2 separate regions of the Rattus norvegicus genome follow, and region 2 is linked to region 1. Evidence: chromatin contacts called from public Hi-C data. All regions are on one chromosome and are shown on one strand. Each heading gives the region's core, a stretch centred on a gene start, on an enhancer-like site or on the middle of the called end of the contact. The rest is flanking DNA. Distances are from core to core; before and after follow the strand shown.

Region 1 (7,158 bases), core at 2,303-4,802:
TTAACATAAACAGCCCTTTCTGTAGCTGCAAATCCTATCCACTTTAAGATCTTATTTGTGATAAGAGAGAGTAAGAGAGAAAGAGGAAGAAAAACAACCTGTTACAGGATGTTAACAAGTAGCTACCAAAGTTTAAATATATATTGGTTAGCACACCACATACCACTAAAATGTTATAGCAAGTTCCTCCAATGCCAGGGTACACTGGCTTTCGATTTAACCTATTCAACTAATGAGAGTTTAGTGTAAGAGCATGCTAATTTTCATATCCCGTGTTCTTAAAGCAGCCATAACCTGGCCTCACTATCAAACACAACTGTCCTCCAACCTAAGTCTAGTCTCACTTGGACAAGTGACAGGCGTACTGCCTCTCCCTTAACTGTTACAAGCTCATGGAGTATAGCCTCAAGTTACCAAGAACAGACCAAAGAAGGTAAAGGAAGCTCTGGTAATATACCTGGGGTGCCATATATGTAAAGACTATGAGTTCTGACTCCCAGTTCCCCAAAAGGGGGATATTTACAGACTCACAAAAACTGGATTATTTGAGTCTTATTCCTTGTAGCTTAATACCTATTTCTTCCAAGAAATATTTCTAACAGAATCGTGCAATATTTTAACTGGCATTCACAGATCAAATGTAAAAGGTCATCAGCCAGCATGTTCACCCAACATGCCCAACATGCCCAAAGCAGGGCTCCATCTACCTGGTATGACTATTTTCCAGGACCCAGTATCCATGAGATACTTGGTAGTTATAAGGTGAAGCTGGTAAAGTGAAGCATGCCTATAATTCCAGCATTTGAAGTTGAAGCAGGAAAGTGATGCAAACTTTGATGCCAGTGTGTGCTATGTGGGGAATTCAAAATCAGTCTCAAACACACAGGGAAACCTTCCTTTTAAAAAAAAAAAAAAAAAAAAGTCTAAAAATGAGAGAAATCATAGAAGCGACTTCTTCATGGTACATTCCCAAAATGCCCAAAAGAAAGCTTCTCTGCTGAAACTGGAGAACTGGCACTATATGTTACAATCCACACTAGAAAAAAAAAAATGACTAATAAATAACTACTTACCCAACACTAAAAAAATGAGATTTTGATACATTCCAAATGATGCCTTCAATGGTGACGCTTTTATTAGTGCAAAACAAATGTTGCAGACAGACATGGTGGCATATGCCTAGCATAGATGAGCTTCCCCCTCACCCAAATAAATTTCTCAAAACAAAAGATAATGCAAGGTAAAAGTTTTCTTTCCAATTCTATAGTCAGTGTAAAATCATAATACTAAATTATGAGAGGGATGGGCTCCAGTTACAAAGTAATGTAAATGGCCTCCAACTTAATGGCTACTCAAATATTTTTGCAAAATTATAAACTTAAGGTAGTACATAAATATCAGTTTTAGTCAACTCTTTTGGCTAGGCCTGTCTATTGTGAGGTAAAAGTTATAGCTGAGAGCTGGACATAGTGGCTCATGACTGTAATCTAAGTGCTAGTGTGGCTAAAACAGAAGGATTGTTGCAAGGTTGAGGCCTGCCTGAGGACAATGTAGGTCCCTGTCTCAAGAAAAAAAAAAGTTACAAAGGACAAACATCAGAGTATCTCATTTTTATGATTTTTCAAGTAAAGTGTCCCACCTTTCAAAAAGCAGAGTGCCCTCCACTATTTTAGCCTACTTTCACTTGCTAGTTTTGAACTAGAAGCTCACAGAATTTTATTTCTCCATTATAATTTATCTTTTATTGCTGCTTTGCCTGCGTGTATGTCCATATGAGGGTGTCAGATCCTCTGGGCAGAGGAATTATTAGCAGTTGTAAGCTGCCAAGTGGGCGCTGGGAATTGAACCTGGGTCCTATGAAAAAGCATCCACTGCTCTTAATGGCTGAGCCGTCTCTCCGGCCCCCTACTTCTGTTATTAATTCCTCTAAGTTTACTATTGCCACATTTTATTCTCCCAAAGACTTAGGGAATATGACCTTCCAAAATACTCTCCTATCATGCTACTAATAACAGAACTCAGAGTTCCTTGTCCTCTGCTTGTCCCCTGCCCTGTCTCTTGTTGTAGACACACACCCATACCCCTCTGAAAGAAGCTTCTATTAGGGAAAAGCTGGTTCTACTCTGGACACTTACAAAATAGATTCTCAATAAGTTACAACACAGAATGGATGGGTGAGTGGATGGATGGATGGATGGATGGATGGATGGATGGACGGACGGACGGACGGATGGATGGCAAGAGCCTTACTATGTACTATTTCAGACTAAGAAGACAGTGTTTGAGAACACATCATTTTGCCCTGGTTTATGAAAACTGATACTGTTTACTGTCCAGCTAAAACTGTGAAAATAAGGTTAAGAATAAGCAACAGTGTGTTTGACAGATACCCTTGGAGAAGGTCGTAAAGGTTCATTCAAAGGCCATAAAAGAATGCTTGGGAGTTTACTACTGCAGAACAACTTCACAGTCTTAAGACTCAAGTTTTCCTTTATATTTAAAGAGCTTAGAACATGGTGAAGTAATGAATGACCACTGCCCACGGCCTCCACAATAACCTTTAAAGTAACATAGGAAGAGGATCTTAAGGAAAATTCTACTTAAAAAAAAAAAAGGCAAAATATCCTTTTCCTTGCTTTGAAAAGACTGGAAAATTCATTCCTGCAACCTTGCTTCCCCTTTCACTGGTCAGAGTAAAAATTGGAAGTAGGAAAATTAATACCACCCCATCGTTTGAGTCACAGCCTTTGAAAGAAGGCAGTTTCCTCTGTGGGCACAAACGCGTTCCTGTTTCTTGAGAACGGGCCACTGGTGTGTGTCGTCCTCCTCCCACATCCCCCGTCTAAATGAGAACCCCATTTCTGCAAGTCCCAAGTCCGCCTTTACTCAAGCTGCTTGCTAGTCTCAATGGGAAAGCGGGGTCGGCTGGCTTGGTGACGCGCAGCGCTGAGTACTAGGGTCTCTCTCGGTCCATTCTCTTTCTATGGGGCCCGGAGGAGGACATTGCACGCACGGTCCTTCTCCTGAGCCTGCGACCTAACACTCCACAGAGCGCCGGCCCCGAGGGCCGGTCCCGACTCCGGCCAGAGGCTGAAGGCGGAGGGCGCAGGAAGAGCAGCCTGGGCTCAAGGACTGCAGCGTCCACGCGGCGGGAGAACACGGTGGCTGGCGCCGCGCGGCTGAGAGCGGGACACTGCGGCGGCGGACACGCGCGTCCGCTCCAAGCCGGCCGCCCCCCGACACACAAAGGCGACGAGGGCGCGCAGTCGCCGGCACAGGCCGCCGGCAGCCCCGCCACGCCGCCGCCTTTGTCTGCCGACCTCGGCCTCCCCGCTCCTTACCCGCGTGAGTAGCGGTCTCATCTGCTCGCCGGCCCCGTCTGCCTCCATGGCCCGCCTGGGAGCTCTGAGAGGCCGCGACCGCGGCAGAGACGGGCACGCGGAGGGCGACCCTGTGCGGAGCGCTGGCCGCGGAGAGCTGGCCGCGGAGTGAGGCGCCGACTGCGGGCGAGGGGCGTTCTCAGGGTGAGAAGCAACGGCGTGCCGCGAGGACTGAGAGAGCCAGAGGACGCGGCGCGGAGGAGGCTGCCGCGCCGGGACGGGGGCGGGACGGGGGCGGGGCTGGCTGGTGGGGGCGGGGCGCGCTCCGGCACGCCCCCCCGGAGCACGCCCCCTGCCTGTTTGGCACCAGGGCCGGCATCGAGCGACCGCCTCCACTGGCTAAGAGGCTCGGAGGTGGGGCGGAGGCAGAAGCAGACAGACATTCGTTTGAGCCAATCAGCAGTTCGGGAGGTTCTGTCCGCCCCCGCCCCCCACGGTCAGTTTCCCGGAGGCCCCGCCCCTCTTTGTAAAGGCTTAATTGACCGAGGCTGAGAGTGGAACTCAGTTTTTCGAATCGGAAGTTCTACAGACTTTCGAAGTGGAATGGGGTCATCACCCCATTCGGCTCCTTACCACGTGTTTTACAAGCAGACAGGACGACGCCCGATTCCTTCTCTGCCTCTGCAAGTTTCTCTCCTAGTGGTAACTATCCGTGGGCCCTGTAAAAGAGGGTATTCACTTAACCACTTGCCTCGTGTACTCCCTGCACTGGCCTGGTCCCACGACTCAATAGGTAGGGCGATTGTCCAATATCCGCCTGAGCGTGTAGGTGATGGCCTCCATCACACATGGTCATTGAGGTACATTTCTGTCCCTCTGTGAAGGTGTGTCATTTGTGGCATGCTTATCACTATTGTTAACAGGATGTTAATAAAGACAATAAAAAGTTGAGCTGAGAAAATCTAAATCTGACTGTGGAAGGAAATACCTATCAGCAGGTCAAGACTCACCTACCCATTATCAACAATAAATAGGAAATAGTGTACTGGATGACTGTTCTGCCTTGAGTCCTAGACCCCTTCCTGCTTTGTTCTAAATTTCCCAGAGAGATACAGGGTAGGCTGGCAAAAAGTCTAAGAGCAGGTGTGCTTCCATTAATAACAGCTACCATTTGAAAAGACCTAGAATTACAGACGGTGACATTTTGCAAACATGTCCCCTCTTTAATCCACACAATACTATAAAGTATGTTTGTATGTGATTTGACTGTGTTCCCCCAAAACCTGTATTGGAAACTTAATTCCCAAAGCAATGGTGTTGAGAAATAGGGTATTTAAGACAGAAGAGCTTCATGAGCTCATGAGCAGATTAGAAACTAAGGATCTGGGACTACAAATGCATCCTTTGCTCCCTCATAAATGCCCATCAGATCTTCTGCTCTCACATTCATGTTGACAGGAAGAAGTTTCACCAAATGTAATCCTCCCACCATCTTCAGAACTGTGAGAAATTTTTTTTCTTTATAAATGACTCATTATGTCATTCTATATAACCACACCAAATAGACTAGGATAGTGTTGTGTTCCCATTTTACAGATAAGGAAGTGGAGACTTAGAGAAATAACTAACTCAGGGTTCTACTAAGTAGAAGACCTCTTCTGTACCATTCTAATACCCCACTAAGTACAATTTTAAAAGCTATCAGTAAAGGTGGAGAAGTGAAAAAAGAATGAAAAGGAATAATTGTTGGATCGATGAATTTATTGACATTGTTTTGGTTTTTCTGTACTGGGAGTTTAAACTAGGGCCTCACTCCTGCCAAACAAGTATTGTACTACCCAGCAACATCCCCCAGGCAGTGAATACACTTTATACTGAACAAGGGGCTGGCTTGCTGGATAAATCTCTTGCCCGGCAATCATGAGAACCAAGTTCAGGTCCCTATAACTTACAAGATAGCCAGGCAGGTGTTACAGTCACTTGTAATCCTAGTATTTGCACATCAGATAACAATGTTCTCCCAACCAAGCCAGCTACCTAGACTTGTCCATAGCACGGTCTCGGTCCAACTGAGCAACCCAGACCCAACAATTAAAAGTGGAGGGTGATTGCGAAAGACACCAACCTCACCTTTACACCTCCACTTGCACACATACATGCACATGTATCTCCACATACGTGTTCCCACAGACATACGAACATGTAAACACACAGGCACACATACACAAAGAATCTGTTCTAAACTCTCTTATAGCAAAATATATAACATCAAAGTTGGACAGGGAAAACCAATAGAAAGAAAAGAATTTTTAAAAAAAAGGACAAGAATCATAGACCCACTCTTTTGCACACTAAGGAATCTTATAATGTTGTTTCAGTCACTGTGAGTTCATACCTACCCCCCCCCATCTTCTTAATGTCTGGCTGTGAGTCTCTGTATTTGTTTCTTTTTGCTGCAGAAGAAAGCCTCCTTGATGATGGCTGAGCAAGACTCTATCTATGAGTTTAGCAGAATGTCAGCGGGAGTCATTTTATCACTACTCTTTTTTTTTCCTTCTTTTTTTTTTAGGCCAGTAGTATTTGGTATTACCATAGGCACCATAAGAACCAGCGGTCCCTAAGCAATCTAGTCTCTGGTCATCCAAGCAGTGTTAGGTATGGATGCCATCTCGTAGAGTGTCCCTTAAGTCAAATCAGTTACTGGGTTGGTTTACTCTCACAGACTTTGTGCTGCCATTTTCCTAATGGATCTTTTAGGCACATCATTGTAGATCACAGGGTTTGTGGCAGGCTGGTTGTTTTAAGTTTCTCTTTTGAGAGCCCGCACAGTACCTTTCTGTAGCAAAGGCCCTAGAACATAGGGGCAAAGACTCTATGCAGGCAACCAGCCCAATCTCTCCATGTCCGGTGATGAGTTGTGTTGCTGTTGTCTTCAGCAACGGGGCCTGACCCTCAGTGTGTGAAAAAGAAACCTGTTGTCTTGGCAACAGCCTGGGTTTTTTGAAGATTCTGATGTGAGCTCTTTGGCCAACAGCTCCATTAAATTATAACCTAATCCTGGTACTAGAAGTTCCTTGGTGACAAGGGACGGCCAGTAGGGGCTCTGTCTACCCCCTATTTGGCAGATTTCATGGATAAACAGATGTCCCTGTGGTAGAATGAAGTGTCCTTTGGACGAACGCCAAAGACTGGTAGAGCTGGATCTTGAGGCAGATTGACTCCCATCTTCTCGAGGAGCCACCGCTCTGATTTCCATAATGGCTGTACAAGTCTGCACTTCCCCCAGCAGTGGATGAGTGTTCCTCTTACTCTGTATCCTTGCCAACATGAGCTGTTATTTGTTTTGATGATCTTACCCATTCTGACAGGAATAAGATTAAATCTCAAAGAAGTTTGATTTGCATTTCCCTGTTAGCTAAAAGTGTTGAACATTCCTTTAAGGATTTTTCAGCCATTTGTGTTTCCTCTATTGAAAATCGTTTAGATCTGTACCCCCTCTTAAAGTCGTATTATTGTTTTCTTGACATTTTGCTTTTTGGTTCTTCGTATGTGTATGTTTTGGATACTAGCCCTCAACCGGATGTGTAGTTGGTAAAAAAAAAAAAAAAAAATCTTTTCCCAGTCTGTAGGCTGCCACTTTGTCCAAATGTCAATGTCCTTAGCCATGCAGATGCTTTTCAGTTTCATGAAGTCCCCTTCAGTTGTTAGTGTTAGTGTCTGTGCTATGGGTGTCCTGTTCAGAAAGGTCTTTCCTGTGCCAATTAATTCAAGGTTATTCCCCACTTTCTCTTCTACTGGTTCAGAGTGTGTTATGTTGAGGTCTTTGATCCATTGGAAG
Region 2 (7,158 bases), core at 2,471-4,970, 140 kb after region 1:
TTTTTTCTCTCTCTCTCTGTCCCCAACCTTCCCCTCCTCCCTCTTCCCTCTCTGCCTCCCCCCTTCTCTCTTTTCACTCTTCTCACTCCCTTCCCATGGTGACTTCCTAGGGCTCCTTCCTTTGGGCCAGTGAACTTGTCCACATGAGAGCAGTTTCACAATAAACCCTTATTTAATAATATAATCTAATCCAGTTTGGATTGACTCATTTTACCAGTGAAGAAATAGCTTATCAGAAAATTCACATTAAAAACAAAACAAAAGAAAAAGAATCCAAAACAACCACAGCAAAACAGACGAACGAACAAAGAACTGTCAATGGCCACAGTGTAAATTTATTTCCAATATCAGCGGATTTGGATGTGTTTCCATGGTTGGATGCCTAGTGTTTGCTTCACTGAAATTTGTTACCAGAGTTCTCTTTTGTGGATTTTTTATCTTGTTGGTAAAAGACTTTATAAAAGGGCTCAGAAGAAAGCTGGAGGACCATTTTGTAAGAGCCCGAGAGAGAAACCATAGAGCTTGCTAGCTCTCAGGCGAGACAGCTGCTGGAAGAGGGAGATGGAGACGATGTAGTTAGTATTCTATGTCTTTTGAGTTAGGGGCCAAGGAAACAGGCTTGTTCAGCAGAGACAGAGTGAGAGTGTATAGGGAAATCCTGATGAAAATTTTGTGTGGTATCCCAAGAAGAGGTACAAAGAAGGGGGAAAAAGGTTACCTTTTTAGTTAGAATTCAGAGAAGCAGGCAGGCTTAGCAGTGAAGATCTTCAAGTGTCTCAGGGGAAGACCTTCTGGGGCACATAAGCATATATGATTACATTAAGGGGATAATTTTTCTTTCCTGTCTCATTAAGCTGTCTTCAGGGATATCAGCTTTCCTGGGTCTCCCAGTCAGGAGATTGATAGAGGCAAGTGTATTAACTCTTAAGGGAGGAGACAACAATATGTACTGTTGATGATACCTTAGAACGCCATGTCCACTTGGGGCCAGGTAGAACACAGAACTCAATCCTTTTTACCCAGAAGCAGTGCTTCCTAAATTAGCTTCAATAAAGCTTTGATATCTTCATTCTCCCCCTTTTTGGATGGCATTTTAAATTCCAAGGAGGGCAACTGGGATGCTTTTTTTTTTCTTTTAAAATCGTGTTGCTAGGGAAACCGGAGGTCGTGTTCAAAGCTGATTACAAGGGAGGGATCTGTTCTCATTGGCATCTAAGTGTGATGTTGTCTGGCTAACCGATCAGTCAGTTATTTAAGATTTTCATTCTGAGATGTGTTTTTGACATTCTTGAAACAGAGACACACTACCTCATATGTCTGTGTGCTATCAAGGTTAATATTTATTTTGTCCCTTTTCTTCACTTTAGGCAAATGTGTGTCTCTCTAGAGATATGGAGTATAGAGCATTGGTCTAGGTCCCAGCATCATGTTTTCAGTGTATCAGGTCTCCAGATCTAGCACACTGATGAAAGTCATGCTCGGGCCTTGGAACCCAGCACATAGGCAGAAACACCTTCCTAAATGAGAACAAAACCTAATCCATCAAAGTCCATGTTTCTATGAAAGTCCCTAAATGTATTAATGTTGATTTTTGTTTTCTGTAGTTCTGCTTCTGGCTAACTGTTCTTGTTGGCTGAGGTGTGTCCACCCAGGATGTGTTTTTGTGCTTAAAAGCCCACCCTGAGAAAGGCTCAGGGTTTCACTCAGTCCCAAACACCCAATGTAGCTGCTGACCAGCTAATAAAAACTTCCTATTGGTTTGAACCCATGTCTGAGTGATCTTTTCTGATGGATACCTCACAACACCAGGGGCTTTTTAGGGCTGACTCCCGAACTTGGCTCCGTACTGTACTCAGCAGGAATGTTTCTGACAAAATGAAAAGCCATAGCCCTCACCTTAAAGTAGATAAGAGATGGTTTATTCTAGAACCATCTAGATATGAATGACTGGAGGTACAGATTCAGGTTACCCCAGGGTGATGCTTGCTTTTGGTTGTCACCTTGACATGGTTATGAGAAGGGAACCCCAATTAAGAAATTGTCTCAATCAGAGTAGTCTATGGGCATGCGTATAGGGCATTTTCTTGATTACTAACTGATGGAGAAGCATCCAGCCCAGAGTGAATGGTGGTACCTCTGGGAAGGGGATCCTGTGATGTATAAGGAAGCTGGCTGAGCAGAGGCAGGAATTAAATCAGTAACTGCCATTCTTTTGTGGCCCCTGGCTTCAACTGCTGCTTTCAGACTCCTGCCTTGGCTTCCCCTGAAAATGAGTGCTAACTTGCGAGCCAAATTACCTTTTCCTCCTAAGGTGCTTGTAGTCAGTGTTTTATCACAGCAAATGGAAAATACCATAACCCCTAAACTCTATATTCCATTATGGTCAAAGTTTCATGACATTTTAATAATAACAGCACAAGGAAAATAATAAATCAAGAAACTTTTCTATAGCAGGATTTTCTCTGACCCACCAGTGGTACAGCTAATGAATTATATAATTTAAAGTTTAGGCCTTTTACTTGGACAGTCTCCCAGCTACCTCATATAACTTAACCTGACTGTATTGCTCATGACCTGCCACATGGCTAGCTCTAGACCTTTTTTTGCTCCTCTCTGCTCATCTGTTGCCCTCCATGTCCATTTTCTGAATCTCCTGCTTCTCTCTCTCTCTCTCTCTCTCTCTCTCTCTCTCTCTCTCTCTCTCTCCCTCTCCCTCTCCCTCTCCCTCTCCCTCTTCCTCTCTCTCTCCCCCCTCTCCTCCCCTCCCCTCCCCTCCTCTCCTCTCTCTGAATTTCTGCCCTCTACTTCCTGCCCAACTGTTGGTCATCAGATATTTATTACAACCAATTAGCAGTGAGACCATGTCTGATACAACTCTAGACTGCCTCTAGGCATAGAGAGCTGTCTGACTTTCAAGTATCTGAACAGGTGTGGGAGGACATGTATTTACAAATGTAAGACCAGTGACAGGCCATGGAAATGACAATACTCTAATCTTGTCAGCATTTAGCTCTCTACCAGTACAGAATTAACAATTGAAAATATAGAGACATATCTTTATAGAAAGTTAAAAAAAAAAACAAAAACAAAAACAAAAACAGGTTACCTCAACACTTTCCAGACGCATTGGGAGAAATATCAGGTAGGCTGATTATATATAGCAAAGTAGGAAAACCTCTGTTATGAGTCTCAGGTACCGTATGATGGCATTATTAGCTTTTGATGAAAGTTGGTGGTCTGCTACCTTACTATATCCCAAAGGGTTCATGACACAAGGATCTTTGGTCAGACAGTGAGTGGCTAATACCTGTGACATGCCTGCTTCCCCATAGTCAGTGAAGTTCTAGTCAGTCAGTCAGCCTTGATATAAAGTTCAGTGGAGAGTACAAGACGACAGTGAACGGGTTTGAAGTAGGGCCTCAGCATCCATGATTTAAGACCTTACACAAGACTATAACACACACAGTTGAGTTGAGAAGCCCTGTGTTAGATGGAACTCGTCCAGAACGCATCACAGAATGAGCCGTGTGGGCTTCTCACAGCTTTGAACTTTGAATAAAGGTTTCTTATTCTGAGAGAAGATAGAAATCAAGAGTCCATAGCAAAGGCAAAGGGATCCTCAGAGCACTGGGATTTCCTGCGATGAGCTCAGCTGCATCATCCACCGCCTACCAGGAAACTCCAGTTTACAGCCCAGAGGATATGTCTCATTTAGAACGGCCAATGTGAAAACCCCCCAGGGCCCAATGGAGCCCATTGATGACTATGGCAGCCTGGCAGCTGGTTGTGATTAAGGCACAGAAATAATATTCTTTGTTCTCTCTCTTTGTGCCTTGCTGTAAATGTCACATTTTAGCACTCGTAACGGATGCTTCTTATTTTGGTGGAGTGGCATTTAGCTCAGAAATTCCTGGGTGGGATTCAGGCCAAGAATCATGTCTCTGTCGATGCAAGAAACACAGCTTTCTTTTCCAGGGGGATAAGAGATAGTTTATTCTGGGGCTGAAGATGAATGACCATGGTCTGGGGACACAAACTCCATGACCCAGCATGGCAGCAATTTCATGAAATGTTCTAGAAAATAGTGACAGAACAAACAAAATAAGAAATCAAAGCACCTTTCAAGTACATTGATAGAAACCTCAGGTGGGACGACCCCAGCAAAGTAGGGAAATCTTTGCTATAAGCCTCAGGTTTTACCTATGACATTTGTAGCTTTTGAGATGTTAAAATCTCTGAGTCTTTTCATATGTCCAAAAGATTTACCCACTAATTACAAACATTACTAATTTCAAACCAAGGTGTGAAATAAATCTATTAAGTGGGCTCAAGCTATCCTGAGACAATTTGGCTCCAGGATTGTGACATTTCCATATCTCTACATCACTGAAGTTTTCATCAGTCAGTCAGTCTTTGCAGCCGCAGCTGCTCCCTGTATACTATCAACAGTTTACATTTCTGTGGGAGGGAAACCATCTTTTCTTCAGTCTAGTCTGAGGTAGACTTGAAGCATAATGGGACCAAAGATGCAGACACACAGAGCCGATGCAACTGTAGAACAGTGTTATGACATTGTGGGGCTATTCACACAATGAAAAACCATTGACACCATCGGGAACCCACATGGCCAATGTGAATGGCCTTGGTTTCACTATGCTCTCATTTCTAGATCGCTGGTCTGGCAGAATTGCTGTTCTCATCATGCATTTGATGCCATGACATACCAGAAAGCCCTTATAAGGACAGATTAAAAAGATAATTCTATCCAGGGAACAATCCCAAAAATCTCCCACCATCACAAGCTGAACTATGGAATACCACAGTGATATGGTTCTCTTGAGTGGCCTGTAAACCTTCTTCCCAATGCCTCATTTTGTCTCCCTTCCAGATTCTTTCTCTGCTGATGACAGGAGTCTAGACCGTCTGAGTAGAAGCCTCAATCTGGTTATCTGAGACCACATCAGCCTTTGCCACCAGCAACAAGCCCCCTCTCACATCTGCAAGTCTGTAGTCCAGACAATCAGAGCTTCCCCCCAACGGCAGTGGTATGTTCTAATTTCTGATACCACCTCGTATTGGGAGCTGTGTTTGTCAAAGTATCAAAGAATCATAGATTTTTAAATGCAGGCTTTATGCAGAGAGGGGAACTTTTCTTCCCTTTCTGAAAGCAGGTTCCTGAGTCCAGGAAGGCTGTGCTCTGACTTCCTCCTCTGTAGCTGCCTGTCCCATCTTAGTGCAAGCTGATGCAACAGTTATCTTGGCAACAGCTTAATGTGGGTTGGGACACTCCACCCAACACGTCATTAATCCCCACTGCTGCCTGAATCAGCAAAAGATACAAAGCCTTCCCTTAAATGGCAGTGTCAGGACAGATGCCACAGCTTGCCAGAGGCTTCAAATGTGGCCCAGAGGCCACGGAGGAGAGAGGTACAAACCTTAAACACACTGTCTTTGTATGCGGTGACTCTAGTAGAGGCCATGGCATCTTGAACTCCGTTATTCCACACCTTGACTTTGTCTCTCAATATCTTAGAATTAGGGAGGTTTACTCTTAGCACAATCCATATAGGTCTGCTTCATATTCTGCCCCTGAAGAATGCACAACTTAAGTTGATCTTTTGCTTATAGTCCATCAATAGACATCTTCTAGACCTGTGATGTCATATGGAATTCATTATAGACCATGCAACTCTCAACCCAAATCTTCCCATGCCTCTTGCCACCTGCTGCTAAAGAGCTTCATGCATGAAGACCATAGACCACATATCACTGTTCGGGAAAGGATTTTTTTTCTTGTTTCTGACCCGGCCTTCTCCTTGGCCTTTCTGCTGATTCTCTGCAGGAATGAGAAGGAACTCATTTGGGGAAAGGACACAAGCTAGCTCTTAAGGTAGAAAGGGACCAGTCTCCAAGGCAAGAATCATTTCTTTTTTAAAAATGTTTTATTAGATATATTTCTTTACTTACATTTCCAATGTTATTCCCTTTCCAGGTTTCCTGTCCATAAGCCCCCATCCTTTACCCTCCCCCCCATATGGGTATTTCCCCCCATACATCCCCCTTACTGCCACCCCCATATTCCTTTGTACTGGGGGTCCAACTTTGGCAGGACCAAGGGCTTTCCCTTCCACTGGTGCCCCAACAAGGCTATTCTCTGCTACATATGTAGTTGGAGCCCTGGGTCAGTCCATGTATAGACTTTTGGTAGAAGTTTAGTCCCTGGAAACTCTGGTTGGTTGGCATTGTCGTTCTTATGGGATTGCAAGCTCCTTCAACTCTTTCAATCCTTCCTCTAATTCTGCCCAAGGGGGTCCTGTTCTCAGTTCGGTGATTTCTGTATTGGACATGCTCTGGATGTGTCTCTCAGGAGAGATCTGTATCTGGTCCCTTTCAGCATGCATTTTTTAGCTTCATCAATCTTATCTAGTTTTGGTGGCTGTACATCAAGAATCATTTCTAGTCTGAGGGACACATGATGGAATCAGCTCTCCTTGTCTTAGTTAGGGAACAAATAGTACTAAGAATGTGGGATGGAAATATTAACCGTACTTAGTCCTCACCATTGTAACCTGCTATAATCTGGGGGGTGAAGGTTTTTTTTTTGTTTTTTTTGTTTTTTGTTTTTTTTGTTTTTTTTTTGTTTTGTCTCAGTGGGACCGAAGAACCTAGATTTGGAAAGACATGCAGATTTAAAGGGTTAGTCCCGTGGATGTTGAATGCATGTAGGCTGTTCCATACAACTGAACATACGGTTGTGGAAGTGGTGGGAGAGGCACACAGAGGGAAGAAGCACACAGAGGGCAGGCAAGCTCTCAGACATCTTACATAAAAGAGTTTGACGGCACATTCTGAGTCCCCTGTCTCATCTCTTAGCATCTGTCGGTCCAGTCCGTACATTTAGGCTTCCTGTGTCCTAATCCTGATGGTTTTCGTCTCTGGAGAAATGTTTTGACCCATTACCTGTATTCACTCTGACCAACTGTGTTCTGCCAGATGCTGTCCATCTCCGTCAGACCCAGGAAGCCTTAGCTGATGCTCTTAGGACTTCTAACCACCCTGCAACTTCATCTTGGTTTCTTAGGACCAATTCAGTTACAAAAATCGCAGAGGTTAAAACTGTGGCCATCTGCCAGAATCTTGCCTGCGCTCCTGCTGTAT

The links. A called contact is a pair of places that touch in the nucleus more often than the background predicts.
Region 2: a contact with region 1 is called in a Hi-C map of Schwann cells, with 7 times the contacts expected there. The contact joins the enhancer-like site here to the promoter of Slc4a7 in region 1. A contact is called at or near these places in 6 of 12 Hi-C or Micro-C datasets (the A7r5 cell line, Schwann cells, frontal cortex and 3 more).

What each region holds. Positions count from the first base shown.
Region 1 is chr15:13,091,740-13,098,897 of GRCr8, forward strand. It overlaps Slc4a7 (solute carrier family 4 member 7), which reads right to left and starts at 3,553. Exons shown (of 25, transcript NM_001270861.2): 1 at 3,342-3,553. The coding sequence starts at 3,389.
Region 2 is chr15:13,230,656-13,237,813 of GRCr8, forward strand. No RefSeq gene overlaps it. Among named protein-coding and RNA genes, the nearest start is that of Or2t35, 61 kb to the right of the region's middle. Within about 2 kb of position 3,721, at least 13 of the 93 cell types and tissues checked have an H3K27ac peak or open chromatin away from gene starts, as enhancers often do. A contact at or near this core is called in the A7r5 cell line and Schwann cells, where this site is marked.